3 separate regions of the Danio rerio genome follow, and regions 2 and 3 are each linked to region 1. Evidence: chromatin contacts called from public HiChIP or PLAC-seq and Micro-C data. All regions are on one chromosome and are shown on one strand. The core of a region is the stretch at or near the end of the contact, and the rest is flanking DNA. Distances in the headings are between cores, read along the strand shown.

Region 1 (3,095 bases), core at 195-2,694:
ATGAAAATGTTAAAGTTCCTGTGAACCGGAAGCTGCAACTATTATTTTTTCCATATTGTGAGCAGTTTCTAGAGAAACAGAATATTAAATGAGAACACAGTGGGCGTGGCTTGTTTTTTTTCTACTGGGAACTGAATAGAAATAGGAAAGTAGGCTTTTCATTCAGAAAGATTGGGGAAAGGGTTTGGGGAGAGTTATTACAACTCAAATTACAGAGTTCTCCTGCCACCATTTCTGTTTGTTGTCAAAACTGACAATTGAAGGGGCGTGGTTAAATATATTAGCCATGCCCAATTCCTGAGATATATGTAATCTGACAAATAAACTGAAAACAACCAGGAAGTGCTTTTACAGATCTCAATTAAAGATTAGAAGGGCAAAATTTTTTTTTTCCTTAATGACATGCACTGATGAATTGTTCACTACAAAACTAGTAATGTGAGTTAACAAAATCATATGGTTAGTTTTGATTTCTTAGGGACTTAAAATAATATTTTGGTTATTTTAAAAATAAACATTCTATAACAAATGCCATTTTTTATTTATTTGTGTTTTTCATATAATAAATAATGTATTTTCTGTTTTGGGCTACTTAAATGTATATTCGGGTTAGCAAAAACTGAAGAGTGCCTGTTCGAAAGGCTAGGTTACCAGAGATTTTGAAATTTCGAGAGCCCTGAGAAGCTCCTATAACACAAAACAGAAAACACAGCCTAAAGCCAGACAAAATACAGTTACACAATTTTTGTTATCGGGCAAATTAAATATGAACATATTCCTCAGAAAAAAAACTTTAACGTAGAATATAGATGAATAATCTAACTGTAAATGTGGTCAGTGCAAGTGATACAGAAATTAATAATTAATATTTATTGCTCGATACATTAACTTGGAACTGTTAAAAGACTCGTTAAAAACAAAAAGTACACATCCTGAAACTAACATCAGCATGTAAAGTTATAAACGCTGTTTGTGTGTGATGTTTGTTTACAGTCGTAACGTTAGTTTGTTCGCAACGTTAACAAAGAGCTAATCTCGTTAGCCACCGCCTGGCAGATTTTGCCAACTCGGGAGGGTTACAACATTAAACAATGTGCATATACTCGATTAATTTATTGTTAACGTTAAAGAAGCTAGAAGAATGAAAATAACATTTATTAAAACAAAACGCTTCAAATATTCAGTTTATTCGGAAATGTTTTGGCATTGGGCGGCTAACTTAGCTGGTTAGCATACAGGGGACCACAAGCCACCTACGCCTAATGTCAGCCTTGAGGTAATGAATAAACTTGTAAAATAAAGTGTTATGTTACATATTTAAACTTAGAATATCCTCACCTTTCACTCGTAACTTTCAAGTCGTGAAATAAGAAACTCTGCGTTCCAGACTGAACTCTAGCACTGTGTGTTAACACTTCCGCCTAACACAACTGAACGTTTCCGGTGAAAAGGTTTTCTGAGTAACGTTACGTCAATGGTGAACAGTCAATATTTTTGTCACAGCTTTTTATGGCCATTACTTTTAAACTATATTACTATCCTATAATAATAGTAAATTACATGTGCATGTATATGAGCAATTCCAGCGCTATGGATGTGACATTTAATGTAAAACTCAAAACATAAAACCGCATAGAAAGTATATGTTAACATTATATTGAAACTGTTCTTTATATTTCCCAAGAACAACTGACCACAGAGTTATGGGACCAAAAAAACATCAATCTGTAAACATGTTTTGTACTTTGAATGAGGAAAATAAACATTATGGATGTGACAAAAAGTGTGCGGGTTAGTTTAAAACATACTTTGTAGAAATTCTGTGAAACAAAACTGATTGGTTTTGTGTTATTTAATATTTCTTTTTTTCACGGCAAGGTTGACATTTGCACGGAATTGCTCATATGTAGACTTCATCTTCATAAGTAAAATTATACAAATGTTTTGATATTGTGTAGAATGTCATGAAAATAAGCAGTGGATGTGTCACAAAATTTCTTACTAGAAACCTACATTTGTGAGATCATCTTTTGATGACAACAACATTTTAAAAGCAACATTTTGTTTACGGTAAACTTAAACGTGAAAGTTTATATGAGGCGGGGTTTGATGACCTCTAGCGGTTCACAAAGAAACTAGAGCGTTTACAGTGAGTTGGTGAGCATTATAGGACCTTTTTCTCTGCTCTGACAAATTAGAGTTCAACAAAGTTAGCCTTACATTATTTACGATTCTTATTAGTTTGAAACAATATATTCTGGGTAGGCCATATTAATTATTGTAATAATTATAGTACATAGTTTCTGTTAATCCATTTGCTAATTATTTTGTGACCTGCACCACAAAACCAATAGTGTGTTTTAAAATTGAGATTTATACATCATCTCAAAAATAAGCTTTGTGCTAGTTTAAATGGTCTGTTAGGATAAGATAATATTTAGAGAGTTAAAACTATTTGAAAATCTAGAATCTAAGGGTTAAAAAATATATCAAGTAAATCACTTTTAAGTTAGGAATTAAGTGCTTATCAATGCGCTTCAAAATGCACCACACATTTTCTATTGGAGACAAGTCAGGACTGCAGGCAGGCCAGTCAAGTACCTGTATCCTCTTCCTCTACAGCCCGCACTTTGTGATGTGTGTAGAATGTGAGTTTGCATTGTCTTGTTGAAATATGCATGGGCACACATTGTGCTTTAAAATCTCTATGTACTCTCCAGTGTTAATGCAGCCATCACAGAAGTGCAAGTTACCTTTGCCAAAAGCACTTGCACAACCTCATACCATGACACACCCAGCTTTTGGACATTGTAAAGACCTGTACGGTGCAATATGGGTAGCCCTCAAATAAACGAAGTTTGCAAAGATAATTTCCCTCAGTGGTATTTCATTGTCCAGAAAATGGGTATACTGTCTTTTACATAAAATGACGCACACAGGGTTAACATTAGTGAAGTAAATGAAAAACAGTGTATTAACCTCACATACATGCAATGGCTCGTGTCTAATGCAACCTTATCTGTTGCAAACTTGTTGTTGGTAACAGTCTGGGTTATCATTTTCTTCATTGGTCCAGAACACACATTGTCCATTTC
Region 2 (3,095 bases), core at 440-2,939, 250 kb before region 1:
TCTGGCGTAGTGTGGACGGATGGCGTAACCGTAGCAAAACTTATGCGTTTTCAAACTAAAACGCATTAGTGTAAACGGGGCCAGAGACACCGCGCAGAAGTATAAATGCACAGCTACGCGCGTTGTATGCGCTGTGGGTTACGCCGGTCACTTGACGCAGAAGTATAAACCAGACTTTTATCTGCAGAAACTCACGGCTGGTTCGAGGCCCTCCCCCGGATTGATTGCTGATTGGCTCCTGTGCTAAAAGGTGGGGCTTCATTCGTCTTGTTGACTGTTAAACTTTCCTCAATTCAAAACTAAAAGAGTGACATGTCTTGTGATACAAATTAGTGTTTTCAAAGACTACAGAATACATAAGTAGTTTGACCTTACTTTTAAATTATTATTTTCAATATGCGATGCTTTACAATATTATTTGTGCATATACATTAGATTTATCCATACCAAATTCAAAACTGGAAATAATCTAACAAAAATCTTATGATCAGAGTTATCTGAGCTATCCCTAGTCATGTACCAATGGCGGCAAAGGAAGTATAAGTCTAACACATTTGTAAAAAAAGAGCTTACTTCCGCCTTTTAAAATCAGGTGGCTAAACAAGGAAACAGAAAAGGAAACTGGTGACCCTGATCAATAACCAAGGAAACTACCAAGAGTGTGGAGAATGCAATAGTACTAGGAATCTGTGTTCCCTTTAAAATGCTCTCCATTCACACTAGGGCTTTCATGCATTTCTAGAAGTAGCTCATCCTTACTGAAACAAATGAAAAATGTTTACTTATCTGAACTGTGCATGATAAAAATCAGACCAGCAACTGCAGGTGAACAAGTTTATAGGCTTATAAAACACAATTTCACACACAAAGTTGGTTGAAACATTTCACTAACTTACTCTGATAATTAAAGGGTAAATGTCTAATCAAATTATCAGAGGAATAACATTACACCCTGATAACTAATAATAAAACTAACACTCTAGCTGAAATGAGTGGTCTGACACAGCAGAACTGATGTTGATAACAGTTAATCTATTATTTATGGCCAACACACTAACAATACTCACTCTCTGTAATAGTCAAAGCACAATTTGCCTCAAATAAGAATATGGGTTGATGAAAATCAGGCGACTGTCAGCGGATTCATTCACAATAAGATGATGTTTGTTCTGCCAAACAGAGGTCAGGATCTTAATCGCCTACACGACACAATATGAAAACAGCCACTTACAAAACAAAACAAAACTACGTTTAACTACGTTGTAGTTTTTCTACATGACATGATACAACATCCGATCATCACTATAACACTGTGGTCAAACAGGGAAAACTACTATTTTCCGTGCGTCACAGTAGCCCTAGTGTAAGGTGTAGGGGCGGTAAGACCCTGAAGGCTGCCAAGCCTATAATTAGGTGGTCAATGTTTGACAAAACCAACAAACAAGCAGATTCGCTATCATTAAATACCAAGTTGTATAAAGACGAAAAATGTATAAATTAGTTAACGTATGTATTTAAAAATAAAAAACGCAGGAGAAAGTGTTTTTTACCTTTGGAAGACAAACGAGTTTCTTTTCAGCGGATTGTCCTGGTACTTCCTCTGCGGTCTTTCGGTGTTTTGCTTAGTTTATGTCATTTGTGAAGTCGGCTGTAAAGCGTTTAAGCAACAAACACGAACAAAATAGGGCTTCTCGATTTGGTCACAACGCACACGATAATGTCACGCAGAGTCCCATTGGAAATAACTCGTGGTGCTGTAATATCAGCTGACCGCTAAACAGCAGCGCGTGGTGACCACGCCTGTTTGATGACACCACTGGGTCTCGCCTACGTCGGGGGAGGGGGCAACCCAACACTTTCCATTGAGTTTCTATTGCAGAAAGCTGCCTCCTAGTCATTTCTGTGAGCAGTGCCTAAAAGCTGCTGTGTGACATGGTGTGCAGTAAATAAACAAAATAATTAAAAAGAAACATAAGTTGGCTGTTTTCATGGAAAGCCCAGACAGCAGCTAAAATCTCTCAGTTGATGTAAATGAATATTAGCTGCTTCAGTCCTAACACCAAGAGGATGAAGATGAAACTAGGATGGATATTTCAGCAAGACAATGATCTCAAACAGAGCCAAAGAAACTCAATTATTAAAAAAAAAAAAAAAAAAAGCTGCTATAACGGCCAAGCTAATTATGTCTCGATTTCAATAGAAAATAAGACCTTACAATCCGAGTTGATAGAAAATGTCTACAGAACCATCAAGATTTTTAGACCGTTTAAGTTCAAGTCTGGGGAAAAAAAGACACCTGAGCAATGCATTAATACAAAGTATATCTGATAAATTTCAGTAGTTACACATTTTCTCATTGTTTTTTTTTTTTTGTTTGTTTGTTTTTTTTTTTTGTATATTTGGATTGTTTAAAAAAAAAAATCTGGGGCAATTATATATTTCACACTCCGAAAACAAATGATTTCTGAAAAATTGTTGCAATTTATATGGGTTGAATTTAAACAAGCAAATTTAATTTAGTAATGTTTACCTTAATTTGTTTGTTTAAATTCAACCCAAATAAATTGGTTTACAGCCACTTACCTTAAAAAAAATAGTAAGTCCAAGAAATCATCTTTGAATTGAGTTGGAGTGCAGTTGTAGTATTGCCTAATTATAGTAGGCCAATTAAGGAAAGTCATTGAACAACAGTGGTTTGTTACAGAGATGAGATTTTCTTCTTAAGAAAAAATATAAGAAGTGTTCTAAAAAGTCCTTGCCTGTTAAACATCATATCAAAAATATTTTAAGGAAAAAAGCAGCAGAGCTAATTTTACATTCAACTGTGTATAACTGTTTATACAGTTGAAGTCAAAACTATATCAGCCCTTGGGATTTTTTTTTTTCTTTATTAAAAAATTCCCAAATTATGTTTAACAGAGCAAGGAAATTTTCACAGTATTTCATATAATATATATTTTTTTATTATTGGAAAAAGTCTTATTTAGGTTAGAATAAAAGCAGTTTTTCATTAAAAAAACAATACAGTCAATTTCATTAGACCTCTTTAGCAATATACAGTTGAAGTAAAATATTTTTGTTGAAGTATAAATTAT
Region 3 (3,095 bases), core at 298-2,797, 210 kb before region 1:
TGTGCAGGCTACGGCGCAAAAGATTAAGCGCCACCCTCAGGACATTTAGTGGAACTACAGCTGGGTGGATTTTAAACTTATCTCATTATAGATCACAGTCCCTCTTTGCATTTGTATAACATTATTACCAAAGATAACTTGCTCTAGTTAGAGATGCGTTTTAAATTACATTTGCTCGACTTTATTTTCCACACATTTCCATTTGTTTTAATCTCCTCTCAAGCAAACAGTAGAGAACACTGACTTGCATAATTGTAGACGCTTACAATCTTGTTAATATGATTAACCTACAGCGGGTTAAAATGTAATGCCACTGAGCATACAGCAGTATGTCACTGTTGTTTTAATAGGCCAATGTTAAACATCATGCTAACTAATTGTTTCGTTCATTTTGCTGTATTGAGATCAAATTGTTCGTATTTATCTAGTTTGAAGACTTGGCAGACTTGAGACAGGTTTGCGTTTATCTGCGCTTCTGTCACAATCAACATTTAAAATAAAAGTATGTCATAGGCATAACATAGCATTTGTAAATATTTTTTGCATTACAAAACATTACACAAGCCAAGCCTGCTTGGAACATGAGACATTCATTTGAAATAAACTAAGTTGTTTTGGCTTGCAAACCATGGAAGGCACTTCCTTAAAATGGACCAAGAGTCTTACCTGGACAAGCTCAACGTGGCCGGGTTCAAAATGTATGCTGAGCTCTTTATCTCTGATACTCATTTCAGTGTGGCTACAGCTATCATATCCTGGAGCAAAGACCTCTATTTCAAATGCGCCACTCAGTCCTTAAAGCCTCTTGGAACGGCTAGCCTCCTGCTGTCAAATTAGGCCTGCGTCCGATATGATCTGTAAACCATACGCGCTTTAACACTGACATTTGTTTATGTTATGTAGAGCAGAGAATCTCTATCCCATCCGTTCAGTGTAAACAGCAGCACTTAACCCAAACAAAGACAAACCTTCTGGCGCATCATCGCTGCGCACTTTTACGCAGTTCATGCGGCTGAGTTCCGATTTAGTTCGCGTCAGCTGTTTTATCTGATCCAGTACACAGGACTATCATCAATGTCATATATTATTATTATATATTGAAATACTTAAGCACTTACAATGTTTTAAAATATGCCTTAATCAAATGTAGAATGACAAAGAGTTCCTCAAAACATGCGTTATCAGAATCTAAATATAGCAGAAAGATATTACAGCCACGAAATTAAACGGGTTTAAACTAAACGAATACAGATTACTGTTAAATACAAGTCTTTCGAGGAAACATTTATGTAGGAATTGGATATGACTTTATTAGCGTTGTACAAAGATGCAGATTAATCTCTACAGATCAAATACTAAAGCTAAAATTAACATCACGCACAAGTCGTTTAAAATCATTTGATAATTACCTGATCACCCCCGTAGTTAAAACCAGGCATATTTTGGATTAAATGCGTGTGAAGTGTGAAGCCTTCAGCATGTATTTGAAAACGAGGGTTGAAGTTCTTGTTCTGCAACAGCCAGAGTTGATTTCAGTATAAAAGTCCCAGCCCAACACGGATAAAAGTCCTAGTTAAGAATGTGTTTTTGTTTTGAATACTGTACGTTGTTCTTAAGGAGAATACAACCGTTACACAATTATTACAAAACTAGACATTCGAGTAATTTGTTTATATATATATATATATATATATATATATATATATATATATATATATATATATATATATATATATATATATATATATATACTTTATAATGTCATAACATTGTGTTGATTGTTTTTGTTATAGATAGGTAAGAAGATATGTGGTACATGCCTAGGTTTTGTTAACATGTTCACCAATTTTTAGGCAGCATATTTAATTGAACAAATTATTTATAAAATGTTAGGTCAACAAGCAACTTAATAAGAATAAGTTGTTTCCGCCCGGTTTCGAACCGGGGACCTTTCGCGTGTTAGGCGAACGTGATAACCACTACACTACGGAAACGCTGTTTTAAGCTGAACCACACACACATACAAGCTCCTTAACCCAGGGTTCCCACGGCTCATGTTATTTCTGCGATATCATGGAACTTTAAAAAGGTCAGGGTATTGTCATGGAATAACAGGGGTTTTAGTTTAGCACAGTATATTTTAGTTCCCATTATTCAATATTTAGAATATTGTTTTACGTCTATTACTGTGGTCAGGCTATTTTTCAGCTCCATTTTATTCCTTTCATGCTTATCAACTTGTAGTGACTTTAATCAGATGGGGTGTTAAAACTCCACGTTAAAAGGTAGTTGACAGAAAAGATAAATGTCGTGTTTCAAAAAATACTATATATAGAGGGAGATTTTTTTCAAAAGCATAAGTAAATAACCATTAAGTTATATGTATTATCATATTAAACATTTAATTATTGCTTTTATTTTAACACTATTTATTATATTATTAATGTATAAGAACAACAGCAGCTTGTTTTATGTTGACTAGATAGCTTTTGTAAACTAAAATATGTATCATTTTTATCACATGTATTTTTTCTATTTTGTAATCATTGTAGTCTCTTCATCTAAATTGTTGTAGAAATGGGCTCTTAGTGAAAATCAAGGAAAAGTCCGAGAATTTGATAATTGGGAACCCTGCTAAAATGCAGCCCCGTAGCTGCAATCCTGAAACTGTATAGCCTCTGGTATTTTATTACACACTTGAGGTTACAACAGATTTCCAATAGTGCAAAACTAAAAGTTGTTTCCGCCCGGTTTCGAACCGGGGACCTTTCGCGTGTGAGGCGAAAGTGATAACCACTACACTACGGAAACTGGTGGTCAGGACTGTTGAGTAATGGTACTATGTCCTTTAGTTACAGAGACCTGAAACGATTTATTCACAATTAGTGCAGGTGGTATTTAAATGCTTTTTTGCAAGGTAATACATTTTTATAATTTTTCATTATGCAATATATGGTTGTATGCTTAAGTTTTCCTGATTTAAATCTGCGAATAGTTTATAAAATCCTGGTAAGCTTTACTTTCCTTAACTTTTCCCATTCATTCTCTATGGTAGTGCTTAACACTACCGATGCAATATACTTTTGGCCACACGT

The links. Hi-C and Micro-C count contacts between places; a contact is called where the count stands out from the background. HiChIP or PLAC-seq counts read pairs in DNA pulled down with a chosen protein or histone mark.
Region 2: a contact with region 1 is called in a Micro-C map of caudal fin, with 3 times the contacts expected there. The contact joins the promoter of zgc:165573 here to the promoter of clk4b in region 1. A contact is called at or near these places in 2 of 18 Hi-C or Micro-C datasets (caudal fin and hematopoietic stem cells).
Region 3: a contact with region 1 is called in an H3K4me3 HiChIP or PLAC-seq map of embryo, with 2.4 times the contacts expected there. The contact joins the promoter of mat2b here to the promoter of clk4b in region 1. A contact is called at or near these places in 2 of 4 datasets of contacts at active chromatin or transcription factors (caudal fin and embryo).

Annotation. Positions count from the first base shown.
Region 1 is chr21:34,974,512-34,977,606 of GRCz12tu, forward strand. clk4b (CDC-like kinase 4b) reads right to left here and starts at 1,445. Exons shown (of 13, transcript NM_001329908.1): 1 at 1,339-1,445.
Region 2 is chr21:34,720,336-34,723,430 of GRCz12tu, forward strand. zgc:165573 reads right to left here and starts at 1,690. Exons shown (of 3, transcript NM_001098766.1): 1 at 1,551-1,690.
Region 3 is chr21:34,766,541-34,769,635 of GRCz12tu, forward strand. mat2b (methionine adenosyltransferase 2 non-catalytic beta subunit methionine) reads right to left here and starts at 1,548. Exons shown (of 7, transcript NM_001013474.2): 1 at 1,410-1,548. The coding sequence starts at 1,439. trnav-aac (transfer RNA valine (anticodon AAC)) reads right to left here and starts at 1,994; the gene lies at 1,922-1,994. trnav-cac (transfer RNA valine (anticodon CAC)) reads right to left here and starts at 2,811; the gene lies at 2,739-2,811. The region is part of intron 1 of LOC100333843 (a long non-coding RNA gene); the gene reads left to right.